Linked DNA regions of Hordeum vulgare: region 1 is linked to region 2. Evidence: chromatin contacts called from public Hi-C data. All regions are on one chromosome and are shown on one strand. Each heading gives the region's core, a stretch centred on a gene start, on an enhancer-like site or on the middle of the called end of the contact. The rest is flanking DNA. Distances are from core to core; before and after follow the strand shown. Region 1 holds the start of LOC123412790 (protein trichome birefringence-like 19). Region 2 has its middle 190 kb from the start of LOC123410542.

Evidence for each region. Hi-C and Micro-C count contacts between places; a contact is called where the count stands out from the background.
Region 1: a Hi-C map of seedling shows a contact between it and region 2, with 2.6 times the contacts expected there. The contact joins the promoter of LOC123412790 here to the enhancer-like site in region 2. A contact is called at or near these places in 2 of 6 Hi-C or Micro-C datasets (leaf and seedling).

The regions. Positions count from the first base shown.
Region 1 is chr7H:120,939,037-120,942,814 of MorexV3_pseudomolecules_assembly, forward strand. It overlaps LOC123412790 (protein trichome birefringence-like 19), which reads right to left and starts at 2,072. Exons shown (of 1, transcript XM_045105724.1): 1 at 535-2,072. The coding sequence starts at 1,957. The coding sequence ends at 725.
Region 2 is chr7H:120,087,583-120,091,386 of MorexV3_pseudomolecules_assembly, forward strand. No RefSeq gene overlaps it. Among protein-coding and RNA genes, the nearest start is that of LOC123410542, 190 kb to the left of the region's middle. Within about 2 kb of position 1,294, at least 2 of the 3 cell types and tissues checked have open chromatin away from gene starts, as enhancers often do. A contact at or near this core is called in leaf and seedling, where this site is marked.

The DNA.
Region 1 (3,778 bases), core at 822-3,321, 850 kb after region 2:
GAGGCACAAACCTTGGTCACTTTGTTTGCTTGAGAGAGGATGAACGAAGGGGTTGGTTCAACCTTTTTCCTTTTTCTGAGCATCATTTTTTGAAGTATTGTTGCTTCAACTAAAAAGGATTAACTTACATCGAATATCCAATTCGAATCCTAGGTTCATCTGCATCCGGTAAACAGTAAATTTAAAAACAATGCTATAAATTTTCAAAAAAAATCAAGGAGCATATTTAAGTGTGGGAGGTGTATGTCAAATTTCAAAGCATTTGAAAATCTAAATAGCTCTCAGCAAAAAAAGTCAAACTATACATAAATAGTAAAGTCTTCATAGACCCTAAATTTATTTATTTATTCCTAAGAGCTACTCACTTATAAAAATGCCCTGAAATTTGACACGGAAATCATGCACTAAGCCATCTTTCTCCCAAAAAATAGATTTTTTAAAATTTATTTAGTATTTCTTACTATTTGTTTTCACTGCCGGACTCATCTGAGAGCCCGGGAACCAAAGCAACGTTCCCTTTTTTTGTGTACATAAAATAATTTTCCAATATTACCAGCTGCTTGAGAATGAATAGTTGGAAGTACATATTCAGGCCATCAAATTACCAAGCTACCAAATTATATATATATAGTAGTAAGAAGAAGAAGAAGTAGTACTTTACTCCCTCCGTATATATATATAGTGAACTAAACGCCTTATATATTTTTTACCGAAGGAGTACTGGTTAACCGAGCAGCATGTGAAGCAGCATGTCATTGCACGCGTCCATGGCGCCGGGCAGGCACCAGTGTAGGCAGTCCCGGGACACCCTAAACTTCTCCGGCTCCCACATCCGGTACTTGCTCGGGTGGGCGTCCGGCCGCAGCGCCATGGCCTCCGTCACGTCCATCAGCAGCATCCGCACCCCTTTCCCTCTCGCCGCAGCCTCTGCCGCCGCGAACTCCTCCACCTGTATCCGGCGCATCTCCTTCTGCTCCTCGTCCATCTCCCACTCGCCGCGCTGGAGCGGCCGTGTCCGAACGCAGTCGCCGTCCTCGTTCCTCGTCCCGTTCTCGTAGTGCGACGGCGAGATCGTTCGCACGATGACCGTCCTGGAGCGGCCGCCCGGCGCGCCGACGGCCGAGCGCAGCGCGCTCCGGAACGCCAGCCGCAGTGAGTACCGGAGCGTGAGGTCGGTGACGTTGGGCACGAGGCAGCCGCTGCACCCGACAAGGCGGCCGCGCTCGTAGAACACGGCCGGCCGGTAGAACCAGCTGCCGGCGGAGACGACGATGTAGTCGAACATGCCGGCGTGGGCCGCCCATCCAGCGTCCGGCTCGTCCAGGTGGAGGCTCCACAGGCCCGCCCCGCTACGCGTCGGGCCGTCCCGGTCGGTCTCGACGGCCCGGACGAGGAACGGCGACCAGAAGTCGGCGACGGCGAAGCCGTGGCGCTCGTAGCGGTAGACGTATCCCGCTTTGGTCCACGGCGCGGGCCGCTCGGTCCGCGCCAGGAGGCACACGAGCGAGTGCATCTGGTTCCTGGCGAGCGAGTCGCCGACGAACGCCACGGATTTCCCCCTCATGGCGCCGAGGAACCGCGCCGCGTCGAAGCGCGGCAGCTCGCACTCGTCCGGCCGCCACCGCCACCGGATGAACCCGAGGTCCGGCTTGCCGTAGCGCATGCAGTCGTAGTGGCCGTGGATCACGGGGCACGTCTCGTTGGTGTACCGCGGCGCGCCCGGGTCCCGCACCCACTCGCCCTTGAATATGTCGCAGGACCGGTCGACGCCCCGTCCATGGCCCGTCGTGCTCGTGAGCAACGGCGGCATTAGCGGCACGCGGCCGGGCAGGCCCGTCGCCGCGAGGACTACAAGGCACGCCGTGAGGACGGCGGCGGGGAACATATAGTGCCAGTGACGCCTGCAATGGGCAATCGATGGTAGCTTAACCACATGAAACTTCATCGGTGTTAACATCTATCCCAACGAACTACGGATCATGAGCGCTGTGTTTATGAATGAGCATATTTATACGGATTCTTTTTTTTTTCTGCTTCATGAACATTCAGTAGTGTCAGGTGGAAGTAGCATGTCGACGTGATACCATTGAAGACGATCGAAGAAGGTGGTGACTAGTTAGCGTTGGGCGGTACGTAATTAGTATGCAGCTTACACTTGTGATGGTGGATTCCACGTGACCTCTAGTGCTAAACAGGTGCGCCTGTACGAGGCCATGAGCACTTTCCGAGCTGTAAACAGAGCTAGCGGTAGAGCTCCAAACTGACCTTGAGTGCTAAACAGGCGTGTCGAGATTTACGGACTGAACGGTAGTCACCCACCATTCCAGACATTCGAGAATGAGCATTTTATTTCCAGATCTGTCACGTACTCTCCAGGAAACCTACTCTCCAACGCTATGGTTGTGACAACTGACAATCTTAGAGCAAATAACGCTGACCCATAAAACGTATTTACAGTTCATGAAAAACGATTTTACAGACGGGTGTGGGCGAGCGTAGAGTCGCACCCTGTAAAATAAACCTATAAAAAAAATATCCGTAGAAGATGCTCTTTTACGGATCGACTCGAGCTATGACGGAACAGACCCCTTAAACTTAAACTGTAAATCGAATTTCGTTTATATTTTCCCCTGCATCTTCTTCTTCCTCTCGTCTGTGTCCATGATCAACTAAATTTGTTTCTAAATACGGAGTCATCGATTCCTGAATCCATCCAGGAGCTAGCTCCTTCGTCTAGGAATCCATCGAGGGGCTAGCTAGCTAGCTGGCTCCTCCGTCCAGGAATCCATCCAGGGCTAGCTAGCTAGCTAGCTCCTCCGTCCACGAATCCATCCAGGGCTAGCTAGCTAGCTAGCTCCTCCGTCCACGAATCCAGAAGCTATCTAACTAGCTATGGTGTCCACGAATCCATCGAGGAGCTAGCTAGCAGGTCGTGGGATCCATCCAGGAGCTCGAAGCTAGATAGCTAGCTTCCGCCACCGACGCCGAATCCGGCCAGGACGAGCAGGGCGGCCGTCAGGACGAACGGGGTGGCGTTAGGCGCCGGTGGCCGGTGTTCGGGGACGTCCGGGGTTGCGTACGGTGGACGTGGACAGCGGATGCAGAAGTTTCCATGGTAGTTGGGCTCCCGCTAACTGCTTTCTCTCCATGGAAGGCATCGTAGAAGCGGATGCGAAAATTGTGTTTTCGCAGATCGGGAAGAGCTTTTTACCGCGCCCCGTAAAAATATTTACGGGTCCGACGCATTTGCAGGGTCTGATTGGGCAACTTTTTTCACGCAGACCTGTATTTTGACGGTTATTGTGCGGGTTGGGACATTATACGGGTTCTGCTACAAATGCACTTAGGGTATGTTTGGGACTGCTCCACTTCATCAAAATCACCTTCACTTTTTGGTTTTTATCTAGCTTCAGATTGAAAAATAAAAAAATTGATGAAAAGAATCTATTTGATTGGTTAAAGAGGGAGAAATGAAGGGGTATCCATTAACCGGTGGCGGTTGTGGGTAATTCTTCCCCAACTCCAGCTTCTAGAGTTTTTTGAAACACTCTCTAAAGAGCTTCATAAAAACTTTAATTTGTACAGCAGAATCTATTTTTTTATACGGAGCGGTATATCGTGAAGCTATCCTGTTCGGTTTTTTTCTTTTTAAGCGAGACTGAATTTTAAAGAGAGAGCAATCCCAAATAGGGTTTTATTCTAGGCCATTAGCGTAGCATAGTTCTTGTTCAACTCCAGTAGCATAATTGTCCAACTCCAACTCACCCCACTCGCTAAT
Region 2 (3,804 bases), core at 44-2,543:
TGATCAAAGAGATTAAGTCTACAGTAGTTCAATTTCTTTGTACTTTTGTTTTTGAAGGGCGTACAGCCAATATGGAGGCACACCATTTAGCTAAATTTTCTCTTCATAGAGAGCCGCGGCACCACACTTGGTTGGGGATGTCCCATGACCCAATTTGTATCTCACTTTATGTGGCTTATGATGAATAAAATTGCTTTACCCGCTCAAGAAAAAACCGCATAATCGCACCGGCAACTTCATGGTTATTTGTAAGCTGCAGTAACCACCCCACACCCCCACGTGATGCGCTTACTTTCGTATTTTTCCGTTTTGATAATTTCTTAACTCACATTTATTTTCATTTTTCTGTTTTTTCTTTTATCTGATTTATTTTTCCTAGTTTTTCCGTTTTGATAATTTCTTAACTCACATTTATTTTCATTTATTTTTCCTAATTTCTCTTTAAATAGATGAACTTACTCTCAAAATTGATGGACTTTTTCTCAAATTATTTGAACTTCTTTTCACATTAGTGTTTTCTTTAAATTTAAGAACTTCTTTACAAAATGATGAACTTTGTTTTCAAAATTGGTGAACTTTTCTTAAATTCGATGAACATTTTTTCAATATTGATGAATGTTTTTTCAAAATCGATGAACATTTTTAAAATTCACCAATATATATCTATATCCATACTTCTATACCTACTAATAAATCAAAGTAAGTTTCTCTCATTTTTTCATCCGTTCACTGGTGAAAAGCTTTATGTTCTAGTATTCCGGCTCGTCATTGGTCATTAGGACACGTTTGTTCGACTAGCTAGCAACATGTCGCTAGGTCTTTCATTTATGCGATGTAATTAGTAATATATTCGGTTACATCGTCGTAGGAGGCACTGACCAATCCCACTACTATCAAGATCTCGTGGGCCAAACATGACCCCCGAGAAGGTCGCAACTCGTGGCTCCGTCTCCGACACATCATTTTTCTCACGCGGTTAATCGTACAAAAATATTTTTTACAACGCACGGGCATATATGCTTGTCTTTTTTGAAATATTGACAAACTTTTAACATTGGATGAACTTTTGTCCAATTTGAAGAACTTCTTTTAAGTGGCTGAACTTTTTTTAAATATGTGAGATTTTTTGAAATCATTTTTTTGTGAAATGTGGTCGAGCAAACTAGGGAAGAATAAAATGTGAAATCCACATGGGCCGGCCAACTAGCATCGGCACGTGGGCGCTAGGGAGCTCCTCCGGCGCGTGAAGCACCGAATCTTACCTCCCACGTGCGTCAACTAGGAGGTCTCACATATGGTAGAGTATAGGGGAAACCCTATTTGACGCTCCTTGCGTCAAATAGTCGGGTAAACACACAGGAGCTGCGAGCGAGCGACGGGGTTTGGGCCGGACTGTTAGTTCACCGATCCCGGTTTTGGCAACCTTCTTGAGGTTTTCAGCCCGTTTTTTCTGGTTTTGGGAAGTTTTTAGATGATTCCCTGATCCAGTTTTTCTTTCTTTTTTTCTTTTTTCTTTCTTTTTTCTGTTTCTGTTTAAAAATGTTCTGGATTTTCAAAAAATGTTTTGGAATTTGAAAAAATGTTCTGAAATTAGAAAAATGTTCCAGAATTAGAACATATAAATTTCGAAAATGTTTTGTAACTTCAAAAATGTTCCGGAATTTGAAAAAATGTTTCGCAATTTAAAAGATGTTCCAAAATTTGAGAAAACGTTCAATGTTATTAAAAAATCGGAATTCTCAAAAACAAAACGTTTCGAAATTTGAAAAATATTCTGGAATTTGCGAAAATGTTCCGGAATTTAAAAAAATGTTCTGGAATTTTAATAAAAATGTTTTGTTTCTTATAAAAATGTTCCGAAAATTGAAAAATATTCCGAAAATTGAAGAATATTCCGAAATTTGAAAAATGTTCCGGAATTTTAAAAAATGTTTGCAAATGTTCATGTTTTTGAAAAATGTTCACGCTTTCAAAACAATGTTTCCTACTTTTAAATAATATTAAAAAGTTTGAAAAGATGTTCGCAGATATCTAAAAGTGTTCAACGTTTTTTGAAAAAAGGTTCGCATTTTTTTAAAAATCATCATGTTTTCAGAAAAATATTCAGTTTTAAATGAAGTCGGATTTTTTAAAAGGTTCGTCTTTTACAAAATACAGTAGCTACAGTACCATTTGCTCGCATGTATTTCTCTTTTTACTGTATTTTCTATATGGTGCCACAGTAAACTCATTACCAGGCCAGCCCAGGTCTGACTCGCCTTGCGCGTTTCCTCGGCAGTCGGACGCAAAACGCGTCGTATAGGAGCTCCCAAAGTATAGGAGCACCCAAATATACCTTTTTTTTTAGCAGAGTACAATCGAAGTCGCTCACATCCACGAGCGTACACTCACCCATATGAACGCACACACGCACACCCTATCCCTATGAGCACCTTCGAGAGACTAAGCCGGCACATCATCTTGAGATTGACGAAGTCGCCACTGACTTGAACTCTGGTGGACAGGGGATACCACAGTCCTCCTAACCATCCAACCACAGGTTGGTTTGCAGCACCCAAATATACCCGCCCAACTTAATCTGACACTTGGCTAGCCCAATATACAGTTGAATACAATGGTTACTCAAATATCTCAACCAAACAAACTTTATTAAAGTTCATATGGCATATCCGGTTGAGATCTCCTCCTCCTGAGTGACTGTTAGTGCACTAGTGCTCACACACGAGCATAGTGAGATGCGGCCCAAAATGCTCGCTCGCCTTGCATAACGAGGATTGTTCAGGCACGATCATGAAAGAAAAACATGCTCTATGCCAGTTGTTGTTGCTGCTCAGTTGATTTACAAAAATTCAATTTAGCAGCAGAAAAAGGTTTATGATTTTTTTAAAGAAAAAATTCGGTTTAGTAGAGTAAAAATTATTTGTGAGTTTGAGAAAATGTTCATGAATTTGAAGAAAAAGTTCTCCAATTTGAATTTTTTATGGATTTGGAAAGTGATCACAATTTTAGTTTTCGATGAATTTGTAGATTTTTTGAGTCTGAAAAATATATAAATTAGTTCACAAACTTGGAAATAAAATCCAAATCAAAATAAAGAAAACAAGAAAGTGAAAGAAGAAGAAAAAATGTATCCTGGGAAAACATAGAAAGCGCCCCATAAAAACCGAGAGGATATTCTAGAAACTTCACAAAACCGGTAGAGAAGACCTTATGGCCTTATGTAACGAATGCATAGAAATTTGGCACATGACTGCCAAATAGGATTCCTCAATACTTTCTTTTTGCGACAAAGATTCCTCAATACCATTTGACGCTTGTAGAGTCAAATAGGTTCCAAAACACACATGCATGATGCTTTTCGAGCTCATTCACGATTCTCAACGGATTTTTGCTAGTTCATTTTTTATGTCTATTTCTGTTCCGAATTTTGTTTCATTTTATTTTCAGTTTTCGTTTCCATTTGTTTTTCTTTATTTTTATGGGTTATTTTCTCCTATTATTGTCTTTGGCTTTTACTTTTTTGTTTGGTTTTTCTTTTCTCCTGTTGTTCCATTTCCAAATCTATTTTCTATTCATGATTTTATATTGGACATTTTTTGTAAAATACGGTGAAAAAGTTTTAATGCATGATTTTGTTTTCAAATATATGACAAACATTTTTTTCCGAAATACAAGCAGACTTTCACTAACGCAGGCCAGTTTCGTGCCTCGCCAGGCGCCACGGCCCGGCATATGAATGTTCTGGTCCGGCGTTGGAAGGTTCGGGCATCTGAATCACACACTAGGCCAGCCCAGTAAACTGCT